Regions from separate parts of the Mus musculus genome. Here region 1 is linked to region 2. Evidence: chromatin contacts called from public HiChIP or PLAC-seq data. All regions are on one chromosome and are shown on one strand. Each heading gives the region's core, a stretch centred on a gene start, on an enhancer-like site or on the middle of the called end of the contact. The rest is flanking DNA. Distances are from core to core; before and after follow the strand shown. Region 1 has its middle 17 kb from the start of Btg1. Region 2 has its middle 6.8 kb from the start of Gm40747.

The links. HiChIP or PLAC-seq counts read pairs in DNA pulled down with a chosen protein or histone mark.
Region 1: an H3K27ac HiChIP or PLAC-seq map of bone marrow-derived dendritic cells shows a contact between it and region 2, with 4 times the contacts expected there. The contact joins two enhancer-like sites. A contact is called at or near these places in 4 of 39 promoter capture datasets (embryonic stem cells, hematopoietic stem and progenitor cells, liver and 1 more), 2 of 484 Hi-C or Micro-C datasets (both in bone marrow-derived macrophages) and 9 of 115 datasets of contacts at active chromatin or transcription factors (CD8 T cells, bone marrow-derived dendritic cells, craniofacial prominence and 6 more).

What each region holds. Positions count from the first base shown.
Region 1 is chr10:96,631,314-96,635,982 of GRCm38.p6, forward strand. No RefSeq gene overlaps it. Among named protein-coding and RNA genes, the nearest start is that of Btg1, 17 kb to the left of the region's middle. Within about 2 kb of position 1,803, at least 84 of the 459 cell types and tissues checked have an H3K27ac peak or open chromatin away from gene starts, as enhancers often do. A contact at or near this core is called in bone marrow-derived dendritic cells, where this site is marked.
Region 2 is chr10:96,263,147-96,268,256 of GRCm38.p6, forward strand. No RefSeq gene overlaps it. Among named protein-coding and RNA genes, the nearest start is that of Gm40747, 6.8 kb to the left of the region's middle. Within about 2 kb of position 3,300, at least 41 of the 459 cell types and tissues checked have an H3K27ac peak or open chromatin away from gene starts, as enhancers often do. A contact at or near this core is called in bone marrow-derived dendritic cells, where this site is marked.

The sequences.
Region 1 (4,669 bases), core at 553-3,052, 370 kb after region 2:
ATGACCTCCTTGAGAAGGTCACATTTGAGCAAGAAAGCTTGGCGACCAAAGGAACAGCTTTGGAGAGAGAATCTGGGGAAAGAAGATTCTGTTCAAGCGATTAATCGAATTCCATCCTCATTCCCGGGCTTGTGATCCCACATCTGGACCCTCTCTGTGATAGTGTCAGCTAACCTGCTTTCTGCCAGCCTTCCCTCCTGATCGTTGGTTTCTGCAGGAGTCAGCACATCTCTGATTACTGGAAAGCCTTAGCAGTAATTTTCCCCCCTAAGCCTTCCTTTCCACTTTGCAGAAAATTGCAAATCAAACCAGACAGCCTGATAAGATGAGGTAAACTTTAAAAAGTAATTCTGATTCCTTTAAAGTTCGACATCTGCAATAAATATGAAATGAGATTTACTGCTCGGGATAATGATACAAGCAAGGGAAGAAAACAAAAACCGTGTCTCGGTAACTGGAAAATTCAGTTATCCCAAGAAATCTGTTCTAGAGCATCCAGGATTACAGTAAAGGCTCTTGTTGTCATCTCAAGACCTTGGCATTCGTGTGTATGCGATAAGAGTAAGGGTACATCGCCTTCGTCATACAATAAATAATCTTGGAACACTTAGCTTCTCTTTCGTTTATTAGTGGCTATGTGTGTGTGTGTGTGTGTGTGTGTGAGTGCACATGCCACTGCAAGTATGCAGGTCAAAAGACAAATTTTGTGACCTTTTCTTCCACCTTCTATAGGTTCCAAAGATCAAACTCAGGTTGTCAGGAATCTTTACCCTCAGAGCTATCTCACCATAAAGCGCCTTCTTAAGTTACTGGCAGGGTCACATGGCCTATTGAGTTACAGAGTTTCAATGTTAAGATTTGTCTATGTGCATATTGTTTTATTCTTGGTTCTATTTTTTTCACGGTTAGAATTTTTTGTTTTGATTTAAAAAAAAAGATGTATTTCTATTTATGTGTATGCAAGTGTATCTATGCCACATGTACACCTTACCTTGAATAGGCCGGAAGAAGCAGTTTGCTCCCCTGGAGCTGGAATTATAGGAAGTGAGTTGTGAGTTGCCAGGTGGGTGTGTCATCTGAATTTGGGTCCTCTAGGAGAGCATCGGGCAGGCAGGCAGGCAGGCAGGCATCCTTCTTACCCTCAGCCACCTGTCTCTCCAGCCACCAGTGTGTTTTGCTTTTAAAACAGGGTGTCATGTATCCCAGGCTGGCCTTGAATTAACTGAGTAGCCAAGGACATGCTTGAACTTCTGACGATCCTGTCTCTACCCCACCACGGGCTGGGATTACAGTCACCTGCAACACTGCTAGTTTATGAGGGATTGGGGATAAGCGTAGGGGATAATGCTAGGCAGGCAGTCTAGCGTCTGACCTATGCTTGCTCCCAGCCTAGTAGTTGTTTGTTTGAGATGGGGATCTTTCTGCATATCCCTAGCAGTCCCGGAAAAACTCATTACCTGGCCTCCACCTCACAGAGCTCACCCTGCCTCTGCCTCTCGACTGCTGGGATTAAAGGCTTGCACATCCACCTCTGGCTCTTGTTTTTGTCTCTGAGGTCTTGTTACATAGCCCCGGGCTCATACCCCGCTTGCTTCAGTTTCCCAAGAGCTGGAACTTCAGGCATGAATAACCAGCTTTGGTCTGAAGATTTTAAAGTATTTCCGTGATTCATTCACTTGGTACTTTCTAAAATAGATTTCACCATGACTTCTGTCCTGGTTTCACTCCTTAGCCCAAGAAGTGAGATTCATCGTTCCTACCCACACTGGCTGGATTAGTTCTCTCTAGGTGGCCTTCCTTTGACTCCAGAGGGATGGCCTGAGCACTTGGTGTGTTGACATAGAGATTAAACCACTGTCGTGACTCTCGCCACCTCTGTGAAAGTCTGAAATGGAGGCAGAAAGATTTTCTGGATCTTACAAAAGGATCCCCTTTTAACATTTTCCAGTTTTGAAAATAGTTTTTTTTTTTTTAATGTATTCATTCTATGGTTTCATTTTCTGGTTTCTGATTGTGGTTTCCCCTCCCCCCACTCCTCCCAGTTCCTCCCAACCTCTCCTCTCCCCTGGATCCACACCAAAAGGATGCTTCTTAAAGTCGTAGATATTGACAGATAATTGCGACCACTTGACTAAGAATGAGATAAGGTTGTAGAGAAAGAGAGAAAGGAAGAAAGAATGGGAGGGAGATAACACTAAATATTGGTAGTCATGGTATTTAGATTACATGCAGAATCAGAAATTTTACCCACATGAACATTTACCAAAGGTGACAGGAGACCTGTATTTATCTGGGGGCATGGGTATTTGAGTATATGCTTAAATCCCCAAATCTGTTCTCATAAACACTGTGCAATTATCTAAAAATTTGCTTCAACACCAGTATGTGTGTTTGCCTAATGATAACAGGCCCACAACCAAAATTCCCCAATGTTAAATTTGGCAACACAAGAAAAATAACCATGTTAATTTGAACCTTAGCACCATGGATACCGGCGGTGATTACGGCCTGGTGAACCTGCTAATATTTGCTTCCACAGTCTGTGTTATGTCTCCCAGAAGGTTTCCCAGATGCTTCACTGTGTCTCAAAAGTTGATTCTCTTGATCAAAATGCTGGCCAGGATCCTCAGGCTATGAGAAGTGTTTTTGCCCTTGGTTTTCCTGGGAAATGTCCTGCCTCCATTTCACTGTTTTCCCCTTCTTCCCGCCCACTCAAGCTGAACTTCTCTAGTTAGGAGAATACTCTGCTGTAGAATGAAAGAGAAACACGCCTAAATGTGTGGTTGGGCAGAGTTATTTTTAAATTTAAATCTAGCATAACACTGTTATACAGTAAACTCCTGGTAAAGCTAATTGAAATGGAACTACTTAGTTGGCTATTTCACAGTTCAAGATTTCGGAGTGTTTGGGTGAAAATATTATCTAAGTGTGTGGAGTGTGTAGGCCTTTGCCTACATTTATGTTTATAATTTTCAATGACGATTTTATTTCACTAGAAATTTATTTCGAGGGTTCGGGGGTGGGGGTGGCTATAGGTGTTTGCTGGAGGGTAGGGTGAGTACAGTTAGCATTGGAAAGACTATGTAAGGGCAGGGAGATGGTTTGGAAGGTTGAGGTGCCTGCTGCCAAGCCTAATGACCTGAGTTCAATTCCAGGGGCCCACAGTGGCAAAAGAGAACCCACTCAAAAGTGTGCATCTGACCTCAACATGTGCACTGTGGCTCAACACACACACACACACACACACACACACACACACACACACACACAGTGTGCAACGACATGTGGTGGGTGCCACAGAGCACATGAGGAGATCAGAGGACAACTTCTGACAGTTGGTTCTCTCTTCTTTGATGATGTGGAATCTAGAGATCGGAATCAGGTTATTGGGTCAGGAGGCAAACACCTTGACCCACCAAACCATCTCACTAGCTCTACTTATTTTTAAGGCAGAATCCCCATGTATAGGCCAGGATGGCCCAGAATTCCTGATCTTCCTGGCTCTGTGGCCCATGTGCTGGGGTTCCAAGTGTGCTCCACATCTTCCTGCAGTGTGATGAGAGGTGAGAGCAAGGATGTGTGTTTTGCAGTACACAATACCACGAAGCCTCCACAGCTACTAACTGTTCTCCTATCCTATCTGTGGTGCTGAAGTAATGATTTTCTGTTTACACACCTCAATGTCTCTTCATTTTTAGTCTTTGCTTTCTTGTTTTTGATTTAAAATTTTGGTTTGGTTTGGTTTGGTTTGGTTTGGTTTCCAGTTTGAATCTCTACCCTACTTCCCTCCCCTTCTCCCACGTAAAACAAGGTTTTGCTGGACTCGTTTGGCTGGGCTGGAACTTACAGTGTAGAACAGGCTGGCCTCCGGGTGATCTCTGGTATCCTGGGATTAGGATGTATGTCATACCACCGCACCCTTCCTTCTTGCTTGTGTGTGTGTCTGTGTGTCTGTGTAGAGCCCTGGGGTTGTCTGCTCCTCAGGATACTTTTTGAGGCAGCTTCTCACACTGAATCCCTTTCAGGACCTGCCTTTATTTCATGGCCAGCAGGTCCCAGGGTCCTCTTTGTTTCTGCCTCTCAGTGCCAAAGCTGAGCATTCTGAGAGGTCTGAATTCAGGTCCTCAGACTTACACATTGGGCACTTGACTGCACCAGCTGGCCAGTCCCTACTCCTACTTTTAATGTGGAAAAATCCTCCTCTTCTTTTCTCCCCTCATATCTTCTCCCTTAGGGACCCAAGGATCTCAGGGAAGCAGAGAGCTGATTACCCTGGAGACCACGGGGCCTTCCTCTGAGAGAGAGAGAGAGAGAGAGAGAGAGAGAGAGAGAGAGAGAGAGAGAGAGAGAGAGAGGGTGATTAATGGTAAAAAAATGCTTCCTGTGAAACAGCCAGTCAGCAAAGCTCTCAGAAAACCCTCTCAGGGACCAGGTGCTGAGCATCTCTTGACAGGGACGGCTCCGTGGAGGAAATGGGAGATGAACACGGGCTGTAAACTCTGGCTATAAATGGAGGGAGATTTGGAGCCCTGGAGAATGAAGGTTTGTTTAGTGTCTTCCCTATTATGAGCCCAGTTGCTGAGTGTAGATAGAATTCTTTCTCCTGAACATAAACTTTGGAAGTTCACTGGGAGAAGGAAAAAAATAGATGGAGGTTTGCAGAACTTGT
Region 2 (5,110 bases), core at 2,050-4,549:
TGTTCCTTGCTGGCTCACAACTCAGTTTCATTACCACCACCTCCAGGAAGCCTTCCTTGCCCTTCACTATTAGGCAGCAAGAGGTTTTTCCAGTTCCTTGGATTTATCATGCTTAGCATAAGTGCCCTAATTATTTGTCTCGGTATCTGCCCTTGTGTTTGGGAATTAATTTTAGGCATCTTTGTTTCCCACGCACTCAAGACAATGCCTAGTGTTGTCGACAGTACCTAAGTAGTGTTTATTAAATGCATGCATCACTTAAGAAACTAGAAAGGTATTGTGTGCTCTGAAAAAGAGCTTTAGAGGTTTGTTTCTGGGTATGTTAAAAGAATAGAAGTAGAAATAGTCTTATAAAAATGACAGGGGAAAGAAATAGCTATTGACCTTCCCCTCACCTCTGCCCGGAGTTCTGATTCCTGAATCCTACCTATACAGGAGAGATGGAAGCTTGCCTAACAAATCGGAGCAGCCGGTGACCTGTGACCCAGGGGTGAAATGTCTCTTTCACACCCAGTCCCAGGAGAGGCAGTAAACGGAGCCCCATGAAGAATTCTGTTCGGACTAAACACTAGGAAAAACACTGGGTATTTATGCAGACCGTTTTTCCTGTTTTAAGCTGGGGGAGGGGGTGTGTAAGAAAGGAGGGAAAGCCAAATTAAAGGCACCAGCTGGTTTAACTTCTCTTTTTACATTTTTCCATTGCAGCCCTTCTTAGTCATAAAGGCTTTCTCAACCATTTGGTTGCTTTTCATTTGGCTGAAATTTTAAACATTTTCTGCGTTGAAAGAGAGCACAGATTTAAAGGTTAAGTGGATTGTGCCTCTACATTCTTTTCCTCAACCCACCTCCTCACGCACACACCACACCACACTATCCAGTTGTGTTTGCTTGAAACCAGTTTCTGATAACAGTATTCAGAAATAGGATCTCTCTCTCTCTCTCTCTCTCTCTCTCTCTCTCTCTCTCTCTCTCTCTCTGTGTGTGTGTGTCTATGTCTGTCTGTCTGCCTATGTTTCTCTTTTTCTCTGTGTCTGTATGTGTATGTTTATCTCTGAGTCTTTCTCTATCTCTCTCTTTCTCTGCATCTTGGTATCTGTGTGTCTCTGTCCCTGACTTCTCCCTCCCTCCCTCCCTCCCTCCCTCCCTCCCTCCCTCCCTCCCTCCCTCCCTCCCTTCCTTCCTCTTTCTCTCCCTCTCTCTTTCTCTCTCTCTGTGTCTTTGTGTCTTTGTATCTTACTATCTGTCTCTGTGTCTGTGTGTGTTTATCTGAGTCTCTCTGTATATCTTTCTCTGTCTCTCTGTCCCTCTGTCTCTCGGTGTCTGTTTCTCTCTCTTTTTCTCTCTCTCTAACAAAAATATTAACTCTCAGTCCCCAACCCTGCCAGCCGGTGAGCCCCACCCACTCCCACGCCTGACCTTCTTGCATCAAGACTTTCTAAGCAAAAAAAAAAAAAAAAAAAAAAAAAAAAAAAAAAAAAAAGACTTTCTAAGCAACCGGAACAGCTGCTGAGCACCAGGATTTTCATGCAGAGCCAGGAAACAGACAAGGCATAATTTTCTTGAGCCTTCCACCTCTGTAAGGTCCATAGAATGAGTGTTTTGATTCTGTGATGGAGGGAGAAGGGAGAGAGGAGAGGGCGGCTTCCTTTCCACTTTGTCTTTCTCTATCCTTAAAAAAACAAAAGGGAGTGTTCACTGGGGCATTGTAGGTGCTTGTTTTGCCCAGAACTTAAATATCAAAAATGACAACAATATAAACAAACAACCCTGCCCCCTACATTATTCAATGTGTGTGTGTGTGTGTGTGTGTGTGTGTGTGTGTGTGTGCATGCGCACGCTGTGCTGTGAGGTTGCTCAATTGAAGAGGCCAGGCTTTCTAGGGGAGACTGGGTGGCCCACTCAGCAGAGGACAATCTGGCTGGCCCTGTTCCAGCCGCACTGGGTAAACCAGCCAGTCAAGGGGACACTTGTGGCAGTTTGGAATTTTCAAGTGGGTAAAAATAATGATAAATCCTTCAAAGAATCAAGGAGGAGCCCCGAAACTCATTTAGCCCTCAGACAGAAACCCTAGAAAATGCCCCCAGCCACCACCTGACAGAGGTGCATGGAAAACTCCAGAGGCCTGTTGCCAACATGGGATTGTTTGATCTGCCTTGAAGGTGATCCTAGCTTGGTGCTTTTCAGACTGCATTCTGGAAACATCAGCCCTAAGGCCCAAGTCCCTTGCTTTACAGGTTTCCAACAGAGACTCCTTCTTTTGGAAGACCTTTTCTTTCGGAGGGGAGTGACAAACGAAGCCAGCATTGAGCCTGGCCTTCCAGGCTGTCTCTGTGCATAGGGATCTGGGAGATGCTGCTGCCATCTCCGCCTCTGTCACTTACAAAGACCCCTCTAATCCCAATTGCCTCACACAAAAAAGAGTGGAAAAACAGTCTACGGACTGGAAATAAAAAGGAATGCCCAAGGAGCAGCTGGCACCTTAACGCCCCCACAAGACACTAGCTGGTACATCACCATGAAACCCAATCACCCTTTCCCCAGTTACGATGGGGTTGGATTTAGTTCTGCAACAACAGAATGAAGTATATGTTTTAACAAATAAACATAATTTTGGCAGAAGTGTCAGCATCGTTAGCCAGGAAATTTTTTATATACTTATATCAATTCGACATACCCTCAAGTCCCCCAGCCACGGCCCGTCAGTGAGGGACACAAATGCTAAGAAAGGGAGCAAATGTTTATGAATGTATTAACTGCCCTACACACACACACACACACATACACACACACACACAAATACTTGTGCTTCTATATTATAACCAAATATTACTTCTTCTGATCAGCATTTTTGTATTTGTCTACCTTTTATGAAGTGTTGAGCAGTGCCTACTTGCTAGCCATGTTGAATTTAATCATCTTTTTCTGAACTCTTGTCTTTTGGGCACCTCGCCTTTTCTTAGCATACACTCATCCTGAAACTCCTGGGAAATCAAAGGCAGGTTAAGCAAAGAGCTGCGCTTAGAAGAGACCAGCTCTTCTTGAACTCTCCTGGCATCCTATTGGAGGATTCTTTGTGACCCAGGATGAGCTAGGAACAGAGCCAGTCTTTCTTAGTACCTTGGCCAGGCCATTGCTGGGGATTCTCAGCTGTTGTGTCCTGTCAAGAGCTGCGGTGTGGGGGTGGGGGATTTATTGGGAAATAATAGATTGTAGTTAATTCCGACAGCTCACGGAGTCACAAGGGGCCAGATACTTCTTCTAAGCGAGAGGTAGCTGTGAGAGAAGTGAGAAGAGGATGCTGAAGGTGGGGGAAAGAATTGCAGAAGTGAAAGGAAGAGTCCTGGAGAGTGGGACTGAGGGGGAATGGCACTGTGAAGAGGGAAAGTCCCAGAGAAAGAGCCCCTTCTCTTTCCACAAACCTGCTCGCCCTCCCCCACCTCCCCCTGGCTCACAGCCTCTCATAAAGGGAGTGCTTCCCTGGGCTGCTGAGTGTGATCACACTTAATTTCAAATAGCAAAGTCCATTTCGAGCCGTATTTTCACACTGGCGGGATGAATGTGAATAATAGCCACATTGAGGCTGGTTCTGAAATGGCTCGCCCAGCTGACACGAATGTGAAGTTTTCCAGTCGAGAATGTGTTTAATGGTTCAGAAACCACTTTTTGCTGACCCTCAAGTCACCTCCTGAGTTTTGTCAAGAGCTTCTTTTTGAGAAAGGATTATTATCTCCAGTTGTTGTCTCCTGGGTGCAACTCTTTCTCTCTCTGCTTGGATATTTCACTTCAGCCTGTGGTAAGCCTGGTCCAAGCCTCTGGCTTCTTCTGTTTGGCCAACACCTTGATTAAGAGCCTAACTTGATTTTCTCCGTCTTCCTAGTTCCTGACCAAGCCTTCTCTAGACTTCTTAGGGTTTGCTTCAGATTTCTAAATCTGAGTAATTTCTAAGTTTTTGACCCCTGTTTTCATTCCAGGGCCCTGTTGCCTGAAGAAGGCCAACTCCAGAGCTCAGTGGTGGCAGGGCAGTTACAGGATTCAATTCCTGGAGAAAATGACCCCCTACCTCCTATTCTGTGTCTTTAATAGAATCTCAGCTGACTCTCCAAATCTTGCTGTCTAGACTTTGTCCCATGCATGTTCCTAGAATAGATGGGAATGACCCTTATCGACTTAGAACAGTCGGGATCCATCCTCTGGCTTTGGAAAGTATATGAGATAGTTGTACCAAATCAGTATTTAATTAGGGAGGTGAAGGCAGTGGAAAGATGTCAGGAGTTGGCAAGGTTTGCAATGTTTCCCTTCCTGTCTGCCTTTTGATCTCCTCTATGCACTTGAATCCCAGATCACTAGTTTTGGCCAAGACCCCACCCAATCTTCAGCCAGGCTCACTTTCAACAGCACTAGCCTTGTCTTACGTATGCAACTGATTCTCATCTTGGTCTTACGCACACCGCTAATACTCATTTTTCCTTTCCTGTCATTCATTTCCCTCAGACATTTTCCTGGTTTTTCTATCTCTCTTCATGGTAGGACTCATCTCTTTACTTACAGTCTTCCTTACAGTCTCTGTTCCCTCGTTTTGTACTGAATTAGTCACTAAGTCCTTTTGGTTTCTCTGGCAGGAATTTCAACCGTCTTTTTTTCCTTCCTCTTTCCTGCTTTCACTCAGTTAAGAGTCTGTCCTCATGTGTGTCTCTTCCTCCATCATCTCCCCCTTAATCCACATGATAAACAAGACACCAAATTGGTCTCCCACAACCCTCTGAGTTACTGTTTTCTTCAGAGTCGTCATTCTTATTATCTCAGGATTTAGTACAAACCACGGTCTCCTCCATCAGATTAGAGTGAGCTTCCTCCATCAGATTCAACCTTCCTTCAGTGTTTTTCCCCACTTCCATTTTATATTATACCAGTGCTCTGCCAGTCATGATGTTCCATTTGTAACTTCTTAAAACCAATTTCAAAGATGATTATTGGCTTGATTCTAGTTTGCCACATGCTACCTGTGGGTCACGTGTTATCTTGCTCATTGCAGCCTCCTATTTTTTTGTTTTTTTGCTTTTTGTTTCGAGACAGGGTTTCTCTGTAAAGCCCTGGCTGTCCTGGAACTCAC